Linked DNA regions of Ovis aries: region 2 is linked to region 1. A link is a contact called in public Hi-C data. All regions are on one chromosome and are shown on one strand. The core of a region is the stretch at or near the end of the contact, and the rest is flanking DNA. Distances in the headings are between cores, read along the strand shown.

Region 1 (3,593 bases), core at 809-3,308:
GAAAATACAAGCCTAGTTCCAACCGGAGCCTTAATTTCTCCTCTTAGCAGCAATGATATGAAGCAATCCCATCATGAAATCGTTGCATGTCAGCTCTAATGTGGAAAAACCACACCTAAGAAATCTGTTTCGGACTTCCCTGGTGGTCCAGGGGTTAAGAATCCGCCTACCAATGCAGGGGATGTGGGTTCAATACCTGGTCTGGGAAAATTCCACATGCCTCGGGGCAACTAAGCCCAGTGCTCCACAACTACTGAGCCCATGCACTGCAACTACTGAAACCCATGCATTCTAAAGTCTATGCCCCACAACAAGAGAGGCCACTGCAATGAGAAGCCTGTGTACCGCAAAGGAGAGTTGCCCCTGCTTGCCGCAACTAGAGAAACCCCATATGCAGCAACGAAGACCCAAAACGGCCGAAAATAAATAATTTCATATATGCATAAAAAGAATTCCGTTTCTATGACCTAGGCAACTCTTACTCCCTTGACACTGGCACCAGTTATCTGAAAGTGCTGGGTTCCATACGATCGTTTTCAGACCTTCTTAACGTTGTTGTATGGATGGATATGAGAGTTGGACTATAAAGAAAACTGAGTGCCTAAGAATTGATGCTTTTGAACTGTGGTGTTGGAGAAGACTCTTGAGAGTCCCCTGGACTGCAAGGAGATCCAGCCAGTCCATTCTAAAGGAAATCAATCCTGAATATTCATTGGAAGGGTGGATGCTGAAGCTGAAGCTCCAATACTTTGGCCACCTCATGCGAAGAACTGACTCATTTGAAAAGACCCTGATGCTGGGAAAGACTGAAGGCAGGAGGAGAATAGAGGATGAGATGGTTGGATGACATCACCAACTCAATGGACACGAGTTTGAGTAAACTCCAGGAGTTGGTGATGGACAGGGAGGCCTAGTGTGCTGCAGCCCGTAGGGTTGCAAAGAGTCGGACACGACTGAGTGACTGAACTGAACGCTGTTGTTGTTGTTGTTCAGGTGCTCAGTCGTGTCTAACTCTTTTGCATCCCCATGGATGGCAGCCTGCCAGGCTCCTCTGTCCATCGACTTCTCCACACAAGAATACTAGAGTGGGTTGCCATTTCCTTCTCCAGGGAATCATCCTGACCCAGGAATCGAACCCATGTCTCCTGCATTGGCAGGGGGATTCTTTACCACTGAGCCACCAGGGAAGCTGGTGGCTTAGTTTGGGCTGGAAGTAAAACAAAGTGCTAAGGTGAGAGTTGTATCCATCCCTTGCTCTTGTTGAGAAGTTTGGAATAGTTTCCACTTTCCATCCTGCCCTCAAGAGAATATGAAAATGGGGCCATGGATTTCTTAATAGGGATGGTGGACATCAGAGAGTTCACCTGAGACTTGGTACTTTGTGCTATCTGAAAGAAATATTTGAAATAGAGGGTTTCTCTGGCACAGGAACTGTTTTCACCAGCTTTGTTTTCAGTGACTATTCTGCCCACATTGGTGTGGAATAATAGGGCAGCCAATTAAATTTATATCATTAATTTTTCATTTTTAAGCTTTGGAGAAAGAAATACCTTTTTAGTTCTCCTAAAATATGTCAAGAAGAGATTTTTAAAAATCTGAAATTATGAAAAATCTAACACTAGAGGCAGCTTTAATGATAGTGCATATTCAAATATGCAATTAAGAATTTCCATATAAAAGGTAGAAATCATTTCAGAGAGTTCTCTTCTCCAATTATGCTTTTTTTGAACCTCTGAAACTTCAATTACTTTCAAAAAAAGGTATGACTCTACTAATATGTGAAAGAAATAATTAATTGGTGGAATAATGGTTTAAAGATGATGTTAGTGTTCTGAATGATCCAATCAGGAGAGAGAAACCACACTGTAATTAGAACAGGGCAAGTTTGATACAGTCGATTTTTATTACTCGAATTAGTTATAGTCTATAAAGTTGCTATAAGCACTAAACCAGTGAATGCTAACCCTTCCTCCTAGAGGAATTACAGGGTTAGGTTCCTTTCAGCCTCTGGTCACATTTCATCAATTGATCAATACAAAGCCTTGCTTTGTATTGCTTTGTGTTTCTGCTGAAACACAAAGGACACTTTATTGAATATGCATTGTGGATGTGTTAACACTGAACTCTCAACCCAACAGCTTTATAACTCCTGCCTGAACAAAACTAGGTATTCTCTACAGAGGGCACATCACGGCCTTTTTGCATTTAGCAATACTAGACAGCACTGTAGAAGTAAGCTCAGCCATTTAAAACCGTGAAATTCCTAACAAAAAGCATAAAAATGCAGGAATCACTGTGAAAAGGACACTTGCAGTAGGAGAGACGACAAAAAGGTCAAGCATCGCCTTGTTTGACTGTAGCTGGGAACATGCAAGTTAGAAGATTCAAAGCTTTTGCTTCTCTGAGCACGTGCATGTCTTCAAATGATAGCAAAAGCATTAAGAGTATTGGTTGTGGGGCTTCCAAACAAATTTTAGCAAGTAGGTGAATTTGCAAATATAGAATCACCAAATAATGACTATCGACTGTATAAAGAATTGTTAATGGTAAATTCAAATGATGAGGGATTGAATACAAGAGAACCCTAAAGAATACAGAAATAGCAGATATAAGGACCAGCCACTACTCCTAGGGCTGAGATAAAACACCCAAGAAGAACCCTCCCTACCCTTTAGGGCTGAAATCCTGATCTTATTGGGAGGGCACATGGCAGATAAGTCAGCTGCTCTAAGGACCTGCCAGCCAGTGGAATTTGCTGGAGATCTGCCTTCTAGGGTAAACTGTTGTGGGACCTCACTGGAGGTTTGTTGTTTAGCTGCTTTGTCTGAATCTTTGCAACCCCATGGACTGTAGACTGCCAGGTTCCTCTGTCCACGGAATTTTCCAGGCGAGAATATTGGAGTGGGTTGCCATTTCCCTTCTCCAGAGGATCTTCCTGACCCAGGGATGGAACCCATGTCTCCTGCATTGCAGGCAGATTCTTTACTATTGAGCCACTAGGAAAACCACCAGAGTGAGCACCAGGGTGTGATACAGTGATTTTCTTGCTACTGCTAATTCACTTCAGTCGTGTCCGACTCTGTGCCGACCCCATAGACGGCAGCCTGTCAGGCTCCTCCATCCCTGGGATTCTCCAGGTAAGAACTCTGGAGTGGGCTGAGCATTAAAAAAAGTTATTTATGTAATTTGGCTGTGCAGCATATGGGATCTTAGTTCCCCAACCAGAGATTAAACCCCACCCCCTTCATTGGATGAGTGGCGTCTTAATCACAGACCTCCAGGGAAGTCCCAATGATATAGTGATTTATAATAAGAAATATTTATTTGCTCTGTGTCCCATTTCTGGCACAGAGCTCCTAAAATGCTTGGATTTTCTGAGCGATAAGAGCAATGGGAGCATCACTTTGTTATAATATTTGGTCTACAGTTTTGTACTCTGCCTGAAATAGCTTCCGAGTCCTCAAACTGAAAGGAGGAGTGTCTAGTTATTTGCAACAAGTTTAAGTGTTAGTCGCTCAGTTGTGCCTGACTCTTTGCAACCCTATGGACTACAGCCCACCAGGCTCCTCTGTCCATGAGATTTTCCAGGCAAG
Region 2 (3,593 bases), core at 622-3,121, 190 kb before region 1:
AGACGAGAGAAGGAGAGATGGTGAAAGGAACAAAGAGCAACAGGTAATGATAGAAGCACGGTTTCCCTGGTGGCTCAGCCATGATAAAGAACCCGCCTGCCATTGTAGGAGATGCAGATTTGATCCCTGGGTCAGGAAGATCCCCTAGAGAAGGAAAAGGCAATCTGCTCCAGTATTCCTTTTTTTTTTTAAATTGAAGAATAACTGCCTTACAGAATTTTGTTTTCTGTCAAACCTCAACATGAATCAGCCATAGGTATACATATATCTCCTCCTCTTGAACCTCCCTCCCATCTCCCTTCCCATCCCACCCTTCTAGGTTGATACAGAGCCCCTGTTTTGAGTTTCCTGAGCCATACAGCAAATTCCTGTTGGCTATCTATTTTACATATGGTAATGTAATGAAATTGAAAGATGCTTACTCCTTGGAAGGAAAGTTATGACCGACCTAGATAGCATATTAAAAAGCAGAGACATTACTTTGCCAACAAAGGTCCGTCTAGTCAAGGCTATGGTGTTTCCAGTGGTCATGTATGGATGTGAGAGTTGGACTGTGAAGAAAGCTGGGCACCGAAGAATTGATGCTTTTGAACTGTGGTGCTGGAGAAGACTCTTGAGAGTCCCTTGGACTGCAAGGAGATCCAACCAGCCCACCCTAAAGGAGATCAGTCCTGGGTGTTCATTGGAAGGACTGCTGCTGAAGCTGAAACTCCAGTACTTTGGACATTTCCTGTGAAGAGTTGACTCATTGGAAAAGACTCTGATGCTGGGAGGGATTGGGGGAAGGAGAAGGGGACGACAGAGGATGAGATGGCTGGATGGCATCACTGACTCGATGGACAAGAGTTTGAGTGGACTCCGGGAGTTGGTGATGGACAGGGAGGCCTGGCGTGCTGCAATTCATGGGGTCACAAAGAGTTGGACACAACTGAGCGACTGAACTGAACTGAACTGAGCTTCCATGTTACTCTTCCCATACATCTCACCCTTCTCTCCCCTCTCCCCATGTCCATAAGTCTATTCTCTATGTCTGTTTCTCCACTGCTGCCCTGTAAATATATTCTTCAGTACCATTTTTCTATATTCCATATATGTGTGTTAGAATACGATATTTATCTTTCTCTTTCTGATTCACTTCGCTCTGTGTAATAGGTTCTAGGTTCATTCACCTCATCAGAACTGACTCATATGCATTCCTTTTATGGCTGAGTAATATTCCATTGTGTATATGGACCACAACTTCTTTATCCATTCATCTGTTGATGGGCGTCTAGGTTGCTTCCGTGTTCTAGCTATTGTAAACAGTGCTGCAATGAACAATGGGATACAGGTGTCTTTTTTCAACCCTGATTTCCTCAGGGTATATGCCTATAAGTGGGATTGCTGAGTCATATTGTGGTTTTAGTCCTAGTTTTTAAAGGAATCTCCATACCATCTTCCATAGTGGCTGTATCAGTTTACATTCCCACCAACAAGGCAAAAGCATTCCTTCTCCACACCCTCTCCAGCATTTATTGTTTGTAGACTTTTTGATGATGGCCATTCTGACCAATGTGAGGTGATATCTCATGGTGGTTTTGATTTGCATTTCTCTAATAATGAGCGATGTTGAGCATCTTTTCATATGTTTTTTAGCCATCTGCTTCAGTATTCTTGCCTGGGAAATCCCATGGACAAAGGAACCTACAGTCCATGGGGTTGCAAAAGAGTCAGCCATGACTTAGCCATTAGCAACAACAATGTTTGAAGCAAGAGCATTGGCACCAGACATCTCTAGCTCAAAGGGGCTGAGTGCCAGAGGTTTTTCTCACTTTCCTCATCTTTGAAATACGAATTGTAATAGTACAGCTGTCCAGGATTACTATGCAGGTCAGGCACTGAGCCTGGGCCTGGGCTGTACATAGTACAATGCTCAGTAAACGCTATCTGTCACTGTTAATAGCTGTTAGAAAGAGGCAGGAGGGAAAAGAAAGAGAAAATGATGCTGGACAAGCAGTTATTTGACAAATGGAGCCCACAGCTTCAAACTTCTTAAAAAACAAACCTATTTTGATTATATTCCTCTCTATAAAAAATTTAAAATAAAATTTTTGTTGATGTTTGACAGAAAACAACAAAATTCTGTTAAGCAAGCATCCTTCAATTAAAAAATAAATAAAGTGGAAAAAGAAGAGGAGGAAAATATTTTTTTAAATAGAATTCTTATCTGGTTGCTGGGCAGATTCCTGATCACTGTAGAAATTTTGAAAAATATAAACGAGGACAAATAAGGAAACTAAACTTACACATAACCTCGATCCACACACACAGAGGCCACTGTTCCACCCTGAGTGCTGTGGTGGGCTTCACACCAGCCTTTTGCCTTCACGTAACCCAGGTCTGGGGGATTTGCACTGGGGGGTGCCCTTCACCCTTCATCCATTTCAAACCTGCACTTAGCATAGTTTTGAGTCCTCCTAAGTCTATCCAAACCCCCAACACCTTAACAAACAAGGTGAAATTCTTGGGAAGCTCTCACAGGCAGACATGCATCAGAACCCCATGAAGGAGAGGAAATGGCAACCCACTCCAGTATTCTTGCCTGAGAATCCCATGGACAGAGGAGCCTGGCAGGCCATGGTCCATAGGGTCGCAAAGAGTCAGACATGACTGAAGTGACTAAGCACGATCTCATTTCAAAGCAGAAACAGACATAGACATAGAGAACAAACGTACGGATCCCAAACAGGGAGGGGTGGGATGAACTGGAAGACTGAAATTGACATATACACTACTGATGCCACGTATGAAACAGACACCTGAGGGGGTACTTCTCTGGTGACTCAGCGGTGAAGAATCTGCCAGCCAGTGCAGGCGAGTTGGGTTCCCTATATGACAGTAGCCACTTGCACGAGTTGTCTTAACAGGGAGTCCTGGTAAGGAGTGCAGAACTAACAAGCTACCACCAACCAGAAGCATTTGGGAAAGGTCAAAGGAAAGCGGAGACACCAGTCCATGTGTCCTACCAACTTCCCAGAATCCTCCTCTCTGGAATCCAACTTGGGTGAACAATGCGTGCACCACCAACAAGGACCCCAAGTCAGTTTCAGAGACAACCCAGAAGCTAACTCCATCACCATAAAACCCAAGACTGTAAGCCACGTGGCAGAGGAGTTCTCCTGGGTTCCCTCACTCTGCTGCTTTCTGCCTGGGCGCCCCTTCCCAGTGAAGTCTTTCCTGGTGGCTCAGACGGTCAAGAATCCGACTGCAGTGTGGGACACCTGGGTTCGATCTCTGGATTGGGAAGATCCCCTGGAGGAGGGCATGGCAACTCACTCCAGTATTCTTGCCTGGAGAATCCCATGGGCTGAGGAGCCTGGTGGGCTACAGTCCATGGGGTCGCAAAGAGGCAGGCATGACTGCGTGACAAAGCACGGCACAGTGTCTCCTCACGCAGTTCATTTCCAAGCGTCAGACAAGAGCCACTTTCTGGCCCTAGAAGGGGTCCATCTTCCTAAAACAATGTGAGTCTTGAGTGCTAACCTCTCATACTCCTGAAGCTGCTACAGCCACTGTGGTGAGGGTGGCACGGGGGGAGCAAGGAAAGAGACGGA

The links. A called contact is a pair of places that touch in the nucleus more often than the background predicts.
Region 2: a contact with region 1 is called in a Hi-C map of mixed tissues, with 4 times the contacts expected there. The contact joins two enhancer-like sites. A contact is called at or near these places in 6 of 16 Hi-C or Micro-C datasets (liver, mixed tissues, omental adipose tissue and 2 more).

Annotation. Positions count from the first base shown.
Region 1 is chr24:14,310,161-14,313,753 of ARS-UI_Ramb_v3.0, reverse strand. No RefSeq gene overlaps it. Among named protein-coding and RNA genes, the nearest start is that of MPV17L, 9.3 kb to the left of the region's middle. Within about 2 kb of position 2,058, at least 5 of the 54 cell types and tissues checked have an H3K27ac peak or open chromatin away from gene starts, as enhancers often do.
Region 2 is chr24:14,502,054-14,505,646 of ARS-UI_Ramb_v3.0, reverse strand. All of the region lies in intron 2 of BMERB1 (bMERB domain containing 1), which reads right to left. Among named protein-coding and RNA genes, the nearest start is that of MARF1, 77 kb to the left of the region's middle. Within about 2 kb of position 1,871, at least 3 of the 54 cell types and tissues checked have an H3K27ac peak or open chromatin away from gene starts, as enhancers often do.